Regions from separate parts of the Mus musculus genome. Here all the other regions are linked to region 3. The links are chromatin contacts, called in public HiChIP or PLAC-seq and promoter capture Hi-C maps. All regions are on one chromosome and are shown on one strand. Each heading gives the region's core, a stretch centred on a gene start, on an enhancer-like site or on the middle of the called end of the contact. The rest is flanking DNA. Distances are from core to core; before and after follow the strand shown.

What was found. Promoter capture Hi-C pulls out the DNA fragments that hold promoters and counts their contacts. HiChIP or PLAC-seq counts read pairs in DNA pulled down with a chosen protein or histone mark. Capture Hi-C pulls out chosen DNA fragments and counts their contacts.
Region 1: a promoter capture Hi-C map of the SN4741 cell line shows a contact between it and region 3, with 3 times the contacts expected there. The contact joins the promoter of Actn4 here to the promoter of Acp7 in region 3. A contact is called at or near these places in 1 of 39 promoter capture datasets (the SN4741 cell line), 1 of 115 datasets of contacts at active chromatin or transcription factors (embryonic stem cells) and 1 of 9 other capture datasets (pancreatic islet).
Region 2: a promoter capture Hi-C map of adipose tissue shows a contact between it and region 3. The contact joins the promoter of Dll3 here to the promoter of Acp7 in region 3. A contact is called at or near these places in 1 of 115 datasets of contacts at active chromatin or transcription factors (stem cell-derived neural progenitor cells) and 3 of 9 other capture datasets (adipose tissue, liver and pancreatic islet).
Region 4: a contact with region 3 is called in an H3K4me3 HiChIP or PLAC-seq map of forebrain, with 4 times the contacts expected there. The contact joins the promoter of Rps16 here to the promoter of Acp7 in region 3. A contact is called at or near these places in 1 of 39 promoter capture datasets (embryonic stem cells), 5 of 115 datasets of contacts at active chromatin or transcription factors (embryonic stem cells, epiblast stem cells and forebrain) and 1 of 9 other capture datasets (liver).

The regions. Positions count from the first base shown.
Region 1 is chr7:28,960,566-28,963,611 of GRCm38.p6, forward strand. Actn4 (actinin alpha 4) reads right to left here and starts at 1,767. Exons shown (of 21, transcript NM_021895.3): 1 at 1,454-1,767. The coding sequence starts at 1,618.
Region 2 is chr7:28,300,337-28,303,143 of GRCm38.p6, forward strand. Dll3 (delta like canonical Notch ligand 3) reads right to left here and starts at 1,449. Exons shown (of 9, transcript NM_007866.2): 1 at 1,348-1,449; 2 at 948-1,229. The coding sequence starts at 1,410.
Region 3 is chr7:28,629,455-28,632,342 of GRCm38.p6, forward strand. It overlaps Acp7 (acid phosphatase 7, tartrate resistant), which reads right to left and starts at 1,459. Exons shown (of 13, transcript NM_175319.5): 1 at 1,390-1,459; 2 at 5-256. The coding sequence starts at 125.
Region 4 is chr7:28,349,348-28,352,299 of GRCm38.p6, forward strand. It overlaps Rps16 (ribosomal protein S16), which reads left to right and starts at 1,342. Exons shown (of 5, transcript NM_013647.2): 1 at 1,342-1,504; 2 at 1,645-1,746; 3 at 2,830-2,926. The coding sequence starts at 1,457. AF357399 (snoRNA AF357399) reads left to right here and starts at 2,193; the gene lies at 2,193-2,286.

The DNA.
Region 1 (3,046 bases), core at 517-3,016, 330 kb after region 3:
TAAATGTCATCAAACCGGCTCTCTCCCACACCCTCAGGGCCCCGCTCCCAACTCCCAAAGTCCCAACTCCACGCACATCCCGTCTGCAGAGTCACCAAAAGCACATTCCTGATCGCCCTGAGAGCAAGGGTCTTGTCCTGAAGTCACAGTGCCCATCAGTAAGTTACAAAAAAGTCTCAACCTCTAGAAAGCATGAAGTAGCTTCTAACTTCAATTTTAATTTCCCACTCTCCTCACACTCTTGCGAACCATCCCCCACATTCTCACCCACTCAACACACCCTTCTTTAGCTCTTTCTGCATACACTCACACCCTCTCTCCCATCACTCCTAGCTTCCCTCTCAACCACCCAACACATCTCCACTCCTGGCCTCCTACTCTGACCTCCACTCCATACTGTGGCTTCCCTTTAGCATCGCCCCCACACTCCTAAATACCATCAGGAAATACTATTTTAATACCCCTTCACCTACCCTCCCCATCAAAAGACACTACTCTCCCAGAACACTCATTTCTTCCTCACTCAATGAACCCCCAAGTCTTTTAATCAGGCATTCCTAATCAGACTTCCATTTTCCCAAACTAACCCCCTCCCATTATCCTCCATCCCTGCTCCTACTGTCTTCCACTATTCTCACTGTTGAACTATTTCCCCGTGAACCTGGAACCTTAACTGTTTCACTACCTCTCCCTTCTTCAAAGCACCCACACTCTTTTGGGTCTCCCCATCAATTCTAATTACGCCCCTATCCTTTTCTTTTTACAGCAAGGCGCCCTCAATAAATCTCACCCTCCTCACACAAACATCTTTTTTGTTCCTAGGCCCCTAACTTCTGTCCTGAACACCTACCTTCTCAGACCCCTAGTCCCATCAGACCATCTTAACACCTACTCACCACACACCCTAGCCCATGCAGGCCCCCCTCCCTGTCTCAGGATTCCACAATCCTCTCCTTAGTGCCCCCTTTTTACCTTTCCTGATTCTTCATCTCTTCTAGAACCACCCCCCAACACACACACACACACACACACACACACACTAAGGCTTCCTGCAATTCCAATCTCTTCTTCAGACTCTCTGCACTCCAGACTATCTCCTCCATACTAGGATTCCCAAACCAAATACTATCCAGGCTCACCAATTCCCTTCCTGGACCCCATTGCTTGCCTGGGCCCCATCAATGCTTCCTCTGATCCAACAATCTCGCCTTAAAACCTAGTTCCATTGCAACCTCCCGAATCATCATCTCGTTTGTCCCAGTTCCCCGTGTCTCCTACCTGGCCGCCACTTCCCCCCTCCCCCTCCAGATTCCCAATTGCTTCCTTAAGCTCTGTAATCCCTCTCCGGGACTGCAAACCCGTTCCCGAACCCGCCAATTGTCTCCCAGGACCCTCCTCCAGGCCTCCCCGCCACGCGCAGGACGCCACCCAGCCCGGGTCACGGGCCGCGCACCTTGCGCTGCTGCTTCTCCCAGGCCGGGTCCAACAGCAGGTCCCGGTCCCAGTCATCCTCCTGGGCCATGTAGTCGCCCATGCTTCCGCCGCCACCCGCGCCATTGCCGCCGCCGCTGTTCGGGCCGTACTGGTACGCCTGGTTCGCTGCGTGGTAGTCCACCATTCCGCCGCCTTTCGCTAGCCCGCCAGCCGGTCCGCTACCGCCTCAGCTCCCGCCCCTGTGCCGGAGGCTCCGACTCGGCCGCCGCTTCAGCTGCTTTCAGCCCGCCCAAGACTGACGCCTGCGCAGTTCACTTGCCGCGCCTGCGCACTGCGCTGCCGCCGCCGCCCTCCCGCGCGCGCGCACCTGAGGAGGCCCCGGGCTCTCGGCGCCGGCGCAGAACGCACCTCCGGCTGCCCGCCCAGCGTGGGAGCCCAGGCGCTTCTAGCGGGAACGCGCGCGTCACCCCGTGTGGGCGGGGCCCAAGTCATGAATGATTCATAAGGCGGGGCTCCTCATCCGGCTTTAACCTGTTTCGGGGTGGAATGTGTTCCCATTCAGCCATTCAGACATAATCAAGATTTATTTGGCTGCCTGCTATGTGTGAGACCGTGTTTTCTGCCTTGGCATTAAAGAAGTCAGGAAAAGTCCCCACCCTTTCGAAACTATATACTATAAACCTTGCACGATGGAACGTGGGATCTCTGTTCTCAGGCCGCAGAGACTGAACGACAGATAACATGTTGGAGCTTGGGTTACACAGGAAGACCAGTCTTAAATTAAATAAATAATCGAGCTTAAAACTGGGCATGGTGGGCCGGACAGTGTTGGCGCACGCCTTTCATCCCAGCACTTAGAGGCAGAAGCAGGTGGATTTCTGAGTTCGAGGCCAGCCTGGTCTACAGAGTGAGTTCCAAGACAGCCAGGGCTCCACAGAGAAACCCTGTCTCGAAACAAACAAGCAAACAAATAACTGGGCATGGTGACACATACCTTAGATCCCAACTGGAGGTGTGGACAGGAGGGTTCAAGGCCAGACTTACTTAGTACACAGCGAGTTTGAATCTAGTGTGGGCTACATGAGGACCCTGTCTTAAAAAAAGAAAAGAAAAGAAACTCTAGAATGGGCTGGATTTGTAAAGTCTTCTGGGAAAAGGGAAAAGGTAGATATTTAAAGAAACTCTTTCAAAGATACGTCGAGTTAGATTGGACTGGGATAGCTAGTTAGCAGGGAAGGCAAGGGGTCCTTTTGGACTTGTCTATCTTCATTCTCGCAGCAAATACTATGCACCTACTACATGCAGCCACTTTCCAACTACGGACAGCATGGTAAGCCAGGTCAGTTATCAAACGACTAACTTTGTAGGAGAGATGGGCAACAATAAGAATTATGGAAACCAGGCATGGTGGTGTATTAATCCCAGCACTCAGGAGGCAAAAGCAGGCAGAGCACTGAGTTTGAGGCCAGCCTGATAGACAGAGTGAGTTCTAGGATAGCCAGAAAAACCCAGTCTCAGAGGGGGAAGTGGGGGTAGGTAGAGGAGAAAAGAAACACACACGGAATAATAATAGTGCCTCATTGAAGGCCATCTGATAACCAGAGGGGCCATC
Region 2 (2,807 bases), core at 199-2,698, 330 kb before region 3:
TTCCCAGAAGGAGCTGCCCCGGGAGCCAGGAGCATTTTGGTCTCATTCTGGATACGCCATTGTGCCAAGTGTGTTTGCACATACCTGTAATCCCAGCGCTCAGGAGGCTGAGATAGGAGGGTTTCAAATATGAGGTTAGTTTGGGGTATCTAGCAAGACCCTGTCCAAAAGGACATACTAAGGTGTTCCCATCTACAGGTGAGGAAATAAAATATGGAAAAAGTTCCCAACAATGTCTACATTTCAAATACGGGCCCTGATTCTTTTTGAGATGTGCAGGGTACAGGGATGGGGACCAGGATTCAGTAAGTGACCTGATGTCCCAACCAAAAGAACTAAGGCTGGAAACATGAGAGATTAGGTGACCTCAAGAAAGTGCTTGAGAGGAGCCCCAGGTCCAAAGAAGAGATCTAGAATAAAGACAAAGACCCCAACTCGACTTGCTATTGCACCCCATAACTCCAGCACTTGGGAGATGGGAGTGAGTGAAGACAGGAGGATCAGGAACTCACGACCAGATTTAGCTACATAGTGAACTCAGAGACAGCCAGGCTTGTCTCTAAAAATACAAAACAAAATACAAACAATAACAACAAAACAGGATGAGAAGAGGATTCACTGGGTAAAAAACACTTACTGAAAACCTTAGTCCAACCCCCTGGGTCCCACATGGTAAATAAAGGGCAGAACTGAAATTGTCCACATATCGCTGTAAAGCGTATTCGTGAGTATAACACACACACACACACACACACACACACACACACACACACACACACACACAACCACAAAAAGATGAGAAGCCCAGTTTTAAGACATCCCTGAAGAGAATAGCGGAGGGGGTCTGGGAATGTGGGTTTCGGAGAGGAGGGGGTAGTAAAGGCTCTGGGGCACGGGATGGTGTCGGGAGCTGGGGGGGGACAGAAAGAGGTGGAGGTTGGACTCACCGGCCAAGCATCGCGGAAGGGCACACGTACGAGGCCATCAGGCAGCGGCAGGGCAGCCGCTGACTCTCCGGGGTGCTCCGTATAGACCGGGACGCTCGTGCTCAGTGCTGCGCCCAGGGCGCACAGGGACTCGGTGGCCTCCTGGGAGACTCCGGGCTTCAGGCAGACCCTGAAGAAGAGGCGGCAAGGGCCTCGGGCGTTGCAGGGGGAGCGTGGGGTCCCGAGGCCTGGGCCTGGCCCGAAAGAATGAATTTGTAGCTCGAAGACACCAGCTGGCAGTGCCTGGGACAGAGAGGGCCACAAGGTTAAGGGACCTAGGTATCTGTGTGCCCCATGAAAGTCTCTAAGACCTCCAGGTCTCGGCCCAACCCCATCTGTTCCTTTCCTTTCTGTATCTGACCTGAGGAAGAAGAAAAGCCAGGATCAGCGTCTGGGAAAGCGGAGACACCTGCAGAGAGACCATTGCTTTGGGGGACAGGATGGGGAAATAGTCTCAGGAGTCGCAGCTGCTGGATGCCGGAGTCTTATATTTGAGGGGACGCTCCGCCCCTTCAGGCCAGTCTTTTAGCTACCGGCCGAGAGGGGTCCCAGGGAAAGGGATACAGTAACTCTATGTGGGCGACTTGGTGAGGTTCATCCTGAGTGTGATTGCATGCGCCAATCTGAAAGCGGCAGGGGTTAATTTCTAAGATACTGTGCGTACTGAAGTGGGAGAACGGAAATACAGGTGCATTCCTCTCTATCATGTATGTACTTATGTGAGCTCCTGTCCGCTGTGGAGGACCCTATGAACCCATGAGTGCAGTGAATGCGTCTCCAGCCGGCTGTGTGTGAGGTTGTGTTTCGGAGCCCCACAGAGGAGGCGGTGAGGAAGAATCCTGAGTTCTTTGTGTGGACCCCTGTGTGTTTGTGGAAGACCTCTCGTGTGTATGCATGTGTGTTTCCCCTTCTTAAAACAAAGCCCCCCCTCCGCGAAGCCAGTATCGCCACCAGACGCCAGGCTAGGATCCTGGTCTTGGAGGGGCCTCCCAGCTGTATGTAAATGTCGCCATCTGCCGGGCGGCCGTGCCCCTCCCCCTTGGGCCGCAGCTGGGCCTCCCATTTGGGCTCAGGAAGGTGTGAGAGGCAAACGGACAGGAAATTAGTCTTCAGTCTTCGGGCACCAGGGCCCCACTCTCCACCCCAGATGAATGGAGCTGCTCATCCCACCCCGGGGGGCGAGGAGGTGGGATTTCGCAGGATCCAGGCAAGTAAAACAATTTAGGTGCAGGTGCCCAGGCTAGTGTGCTGAAGTCAGACGGTGAGCAAGGCTGCAGAAACAGAGGAAACCCACTCCCCACCCCCAGTAAATACTAAGTTAATACTCAGAGCTAGTAATTTTAGGGAAAATATAAGTTGCTCCTATATCCACATTTGTCTTGTAGAGGGGAGACGGCTATAGTCCCACTAAATGTTTAGTCGAAAAAGAGGCGTGGGTGGGCATGGCAGACCTGTAATCCCAGCAGTGCAGAAGCAGGACAAACAAGAGAAAGAAGCCAGCCTAGACGACATAAAGCCTTTCTCAAAACCAATACAGGAAAATACCACAAAACCCTACCACACCTGGTTTTGCTTCACCACGAGGCAAGGTGGTATTTCCAGAGCTCTGAATCACAAATAAAGCAGACTTTAAGGGATTTCTGAAAGTCTTAGCTGTTTAGGACTTTGTTACGCACAGAAACAGAGCCCCTGCTAAGGCCTGGGGTGTGAGGAGGATCCTGGAGCAAACACATTGTGAACAGCAAAGGCTGAGGCCCTGGGACGATCATGCCTGCCCGACCAGCCATCCCAGGAGCTTTTCCTCTCACTGTAGACTCTGCT
Region 3 (2,888 bases), core at 209-2,708:
TTACCCAGGTAGGACAGATGGATTTGCTCTGGTGTAACATGAGGATACTCTTGGGCTCCCTGGACTCCCGGGGAGAAAGGCAGGAGCATGCAGAAGAAGAGCCAGCCTCCAAGAAAGGGGCTCATGGTAGGAAGAAAGGGGATGGTGGGAAGCCGAGTGGAATGCAGGGATGTGATCAAATTCCGCTGGTGGGTCCCACAGAGGATGGAGAATGGACCGATGCCAGGCAGAGCCGTGTGTCCGTCTGTCAGGATGTCTGTGGGGGAGGAAGACTGAATGACTGAAACGTCTCTGAGGGGAGTGGTGAAGGAGATGCTGGTGAGAGAATAATTAATGAGGTTTCTGAGCCTCGCTGCTCAGCACTTTGCATAGATTAATGGCAGGAGGCCTCACAGCATTCCTATGAGGTGGTGGCGACAGACATCACCAACCCAGTCACATATAGGAAACTGAGCAACCGAGTGACTCAGTGGCAAGGCTAGGATGAGATGCAGCTGAGTTTGAACCCTTCCGGCCCAGGCTCCTGATCCTGGGAGGGGGCTAGGAGGCTGGGGGGCGGGGATGCCTTTGACAACGCCATCCCCAACATCTCTGTCTTCTCTTAGCGACCTATTCTCCAGATTCTTAGCATCCCACTGTACCCTCAGCCTCTCTAATTCATCCTCAGATTTCCACTTATTCCTCCGGACCCGATAACTCCAACTCTACTCCCAGATTTCTCATTAGCTCCACCTGCCTGGAGCGGCTTCTTCTCATTCCCCTCCCCAACATCCCATCTTGCCTTCAGATCTCTCTCCTCCCCGGGCTCCATCCTCATCCCAGCTGCCTCTCCAGCCCTGAACCTGCATTGCCTGAACCCCGGTTTCTCCTCAGCTCCCAGGCCAGCTGAGGTTCTGAAGTTCGGTCCACCTGCCCTCGGGACCTGGACAGGTGCCTCGGGTCTGAAAGAACCGTCCACCGAAGGTCGAGAGCTGGGACGTGGGGTGGGGGGCGCAATCGGGAAGGGGACGCCGGCTCACCCTCAGGGGCGCGCCAGCCGCCCTCACGGTCCTCTCGGCCACCGATGCGCTGCAGTATTTATGAGCTTGCAGGGACACAGGCTCCCGCCGCCCACAGGTGTCCCAGCCCCGGAAGAGCCGGCTGCTTCAGGTGACGGGCTCCCCAGACAGCCCGAGCCCCGTGTCCCACAGGTCCGGCCGGTCCCTGGCGCCCCACGCCCACCCTCACGCCCCCCTCAGGGTGGGGCGCAGAAAGAGGGGACCCAGAAAAGCATGGGACGCCGCCACCTCCGAGCCAGACAGCAGGTTAGCGCCGGGACAGGTAAGGCTGCCCTGTCCCCAGGCGTCCCACCGCCCCAGCTGCGGAGACCCCCTGGTGACAGAAACCCACCCTCAGTCCCAAGGGAGGCCGCGATCCTGGGATTCCCATCCATCTCCGTTGAGCCCTCAGCATCTTCCTCTCAGCTCCTTCCTGCTTCCCAGAGCCGGGACTCTCCCTCAGACCCCCGCAGGGTATCCTGGAAAACACAAACTCCAAAGGCCCTGGTGACAATGGTGTTTGTGAGCCCGGTGCCCTAGGCGCAGTTGCTCAATCTCGCTACAGCCTGTTTTCTCACCTGTAAAAAAGGAGGAGATGGCTGGCACATACCCCGGTGTGCTACCCTAAGAACCGAGTTCAAGTCCAGAGCCGCCCCCACCCCCCCCACACCCCTGTCAAGGTGGGAACAAGTGGAATTTGAGCTGTCTAGATGCTGAAGAGGCCTTCAGCAAAGTGCGCTTAGGGTTTCCCAGATCCACAGCAGACACGTTCTTGGGGGAAGAGAGGTTTTCTGTCTTACACGCATTTTCTGTGCGATGACTCTGCAGTTTAGCTTTGTAAGCAGTTCTAGGTCTTTGGAGGTGGAGCTTGTGGAGTCTGACTTCGGGGCGGGAGTCCCCGGTCTTTAGGATTTTTGAACTCCCTACCCCTTTTCATTACAGCTTAAAATGTAATAATAATAATAATAATAATAATAATAATAATAATAATAATAATTGATAAATCACTCGGATCTGGGGCTAGTGTTGCACGCCCTTTATCTCCTGCACACCGGAGGCAGAGGGTCCTTATGAGTTCAAAGCCAGCTAGCCTGTTCTGCGATGAGTTCCAGGGCTACACAGTAACGAGTGTGAGCCTGTCTCAAAGATAAAATAATCACTTGGTCGTAGTGGTACACCCCTTAATCCCAATCTGTAGGAGGCTGGACCAGGAGGCCAGGAACCTGAGGCCAGCTAGGCTCCCTAACAAGACCCTATCTTAAAGCAGAACGCCACAAACAACTCTCTTTATCAATTTCAGCTCTGGCTCACCGCTACTCTAGCAGCCACAATCAAAACCTCTTCTTGTTATTTTTCTTGGTGGCCTTCCAGAATGGAAGCATCTTAGCCGGGTTTTATGCAAAGGATGCCTACTGCAAACCTAACGTGACTCCTGGCTGCTCCTGTTTTTATGCCACCAAGTTATGGACAGCCAAATATTTTTAAAGCAAGTGTGTCATACGGAAACACATGTGCTTTCTCATTTGTTTATTTGAAAACAGGATTTTATGTAATCCGGACTAGACTGGAACTCACTTACTCCATAGCTGAGGCTAGCCTGGAACTCCTGATCTTGTTTTGTTTTGTTTTGTTTTGTTTTGTTTTGTTTTGTTTTGTTTTGTTTTGTTTTGTTTTGTTTTTCAAGACAGGGTTTCTCTATATAGCCCTGGCTGTCCTGGAACTCACTCTATAGACCAGGCTGGCCTCGAACTCAGAAATTCGCCTGTCTCTGCCTCCCAAGTGCTGGGATTAAAGGCATGAGCCACCACTGCCCAGCACTCCTGATCTTCTAGACTCAGCCTATCAAATGCA
Region 4 (2,952 bases), core at 92-2,591, 280 kb before region 3:
TCTGTGAGTCCCAGGAACCAAACTCGGGCCCTCAGGCTTGGGCATTTCGCTAGCTAGTTTCTTTTCTTTCTGAAGCAGGGTCACATGTAGCCCAGGCTGGCCAGATATTCATAATGAGGAGAGGATGGCGTCGGGATTCCTCCTGACCCTTCCTCCTCCTTCCAAGTGTTAGTGTTACAGGTGCACATGACCATACCTAGTCTTTTTGTTGACAACTCTGCCTTCCAAATGTCTCCACATCCCTTAATGTCCTCCACACCCTGTGCTGCAAGAGAAACTGAGGCAATCCTGAGAAGCTGTTGCCCAGTGACTTAGAACAATTCTGGGGTGGGTACTATGGAAAAGTTAAAAGCTGGTTTTCCTCAGGTTGGTAGGCTGGAGAATTCTGTGGAGTAAACACATAGAGCGGAGGGTTTAGAGGAGCATTACGGTCACTTGGAAGTTGGAAAGATGGTGGTTAAAAGCACTAACTGCTTTTCCTAGAGAGGACCTGAGTTTGGTTACAGGTACACAAGTTGGGTGTGGCTCAGACACCCTGTAACTACATTTCCAAGGAGATTGGAGGCCTCCCTCGGGAACCTGCCCTCGAAAAAAGTATTAAATCTTAAAACAAGGCTACTTGGAGGATTCTGGATAATGATCTAAGATAACTGCCCTGAAGACAGGTCCTGAGGGTAGTTCTCTAGGGGAGGGTCAAGCTGGGAGAACAATGTCCCTGGAGCAGTTGCTGGGGAGAGGAGCCACCAAAGAGGTAGTTAATTTTGGCAGCGAAAGCAGGCGAAGGCCCGAGTCTGTGAGGAAAAAAAACGTATATAAGGCACAACCAGAAGGCAAGAGAAGTTTATTTAGGAGAGCGCTGGAAAGGGCTTTTAAGGGGTCAGGTTTCCTGGGAAGAAGAGGAAGGCAATTCTGGTGAAAGGCTGATTCGCGACGGGGGATCGTAAGGGCTAGGAAAGAGGGTTCTGGAGGCAAGATTCTGAAAAGCCAGCTTGACTTAGCATAGTGGATGCGGGAAGACTCCGATGGGATGGGGATCCTGGGAAAGGGTGGGAGGAAGAGGGTGAGAATCGGCCTGGAGAAGCGCCGAAGGAGAGCATCGAAGAGCAGGAATGTCTATAAGAACTGGCCGAAAGTCAAGACCAAGGCTGCGGAAAAGCAATGGAAAAAGGAGGCCAGCCCCATCTTCCGAGTTCTGGACGGAGTCCCCACCCTCCGGGTCCCGCACAGCTCCGCCCCTTCCCCTCCGACACCGCCCCCTCCCTTGCCTGAAGGCGTTCCCGCCGCAATTCACACGTCCCCTCTCAGGCTTCGACGTCAGCCGTAAAGCCCGCTTCTGTCGTGACGTAGCACTCAATGCGCCTGCGCAGACCCTGAAAAATCGGCTGGGTTGGCCCCGCGCTTCCCTTTTCCGGTCGCGGCGCTGCGCGGTGTGGAGCTCGTGCTTGTGCTCGGAGCTATGCCGTCCAAGGGTCCGCTGCAGTCCGTGCAGGTCTTCGGACGCAAGGTGTGCCAGGGGCGGCATAGAAAGAGGTGGGGGTGGGGAGGGGGGTGAGAAGGCCCTGGCTGGGTGACATGATGAGCTGGGGCCCGCTGAGCCAGGGTCCCGCGCTCACACGGCCCCGCCGTCTCCCTCGCCCTTCACAGAAAACAGCCACGGCTGTGGCCCACTGCAAACGGGGAAATGGGCTCATCAAGGTGAACGGACGTCCCCTGGAGATGATCGAGCCGCGCACGCTGCAGTACAAGGTGTTGGGGTCGGGCATGGGCGTCCGGGTGGCGAGACGGAAGGGAAGGCCCCGGGATGATAGGGAGTTGAGGTGGGGGAAGGAGGATGGCTTACCTCGCGGTAGACCTTAACCTGGGCTCGGGAAAGATGAAGTCGGAGCTGGTAAAATACATGAAAACGTGGCCTATTCTATAACCTCGAAGCTCTCCAGATGCGAGGGGCCCGTGGCCAGGAGAATAGCACAGTGTATCCGACCTAATTGACGATTTCTGGTCTAGAAGTATGAGTTTACAGCTCATGTGTATACTCCTAGCTCCTTGGAGGATAGCATACTACGAGTTACGAATCCAAAGCGCCGCCGTTTAGGTCAGCATGGGGCTACAACGTGGAACCTTGAAAAATACAATAGGAGTCCTCTGAAGTCTAACATTGGTAGCACTTGTATGGGTTTTTGTTGAACTAGTGGGCAAAAACTGGAAAACAAGTGCAAGAACAAATCCTCTTTTGCAACCCAGAACTCATTGTTGTATGAGTTTTGGTACATGTAAGAAGGAATATCATACCTTGCAGACAATGCATTCTAATGGTAGTGTTGATGTTAATGCCACTAGACCCCCGTGCTTAGTCTAATCCAAGTCTGTCAGGTGACTAAAAAGGACAGTCTGTCAGTTTATTTGAACGATTGGTGTGTGTACCCTGTGTTGTGAATTGGGCCAACACCAGTGATGGAGGTGGCTCTAGGCCTGCCACTCGGGGAGCTTCTGGATAGACTGGTCCTAGGTATTGGACAAATTTGATCCAAAGAGAAGATGGAATGACCACTGTGAGAACAGTGGACCTGTCTGACCTTGCTTCCTGTTTGGGGAAGTTCATAGTTGCCTGTCACTCCATGATTCCAGCTCCTCGGTGTCTCAGGCCCTCTTCTGGTCTCTATGGGCACATATACATGGGACTCTGAGGGGCACAGGGATCCTAGGATAGGCTGCCTCCTTGATTCTGGTGATGGTGGGAACCACACAAAGGGAGATGATGAATGTCCATGGAGAGTGGTTAAGTCAGGGTATGACTTAACTCCCTAACCCCATATTTTCCCATTTCTCTAGTTACTGGAGCCTGTTTTGCTTCTGGGCAAGGAGCGATTTGCTGGTGTGGATATTCGGGTCCGTGTGAAGGGTGGTGGACATGTGGCCCAAATTTATGGTAAGTCTCAGGATCTAAGCCTATGG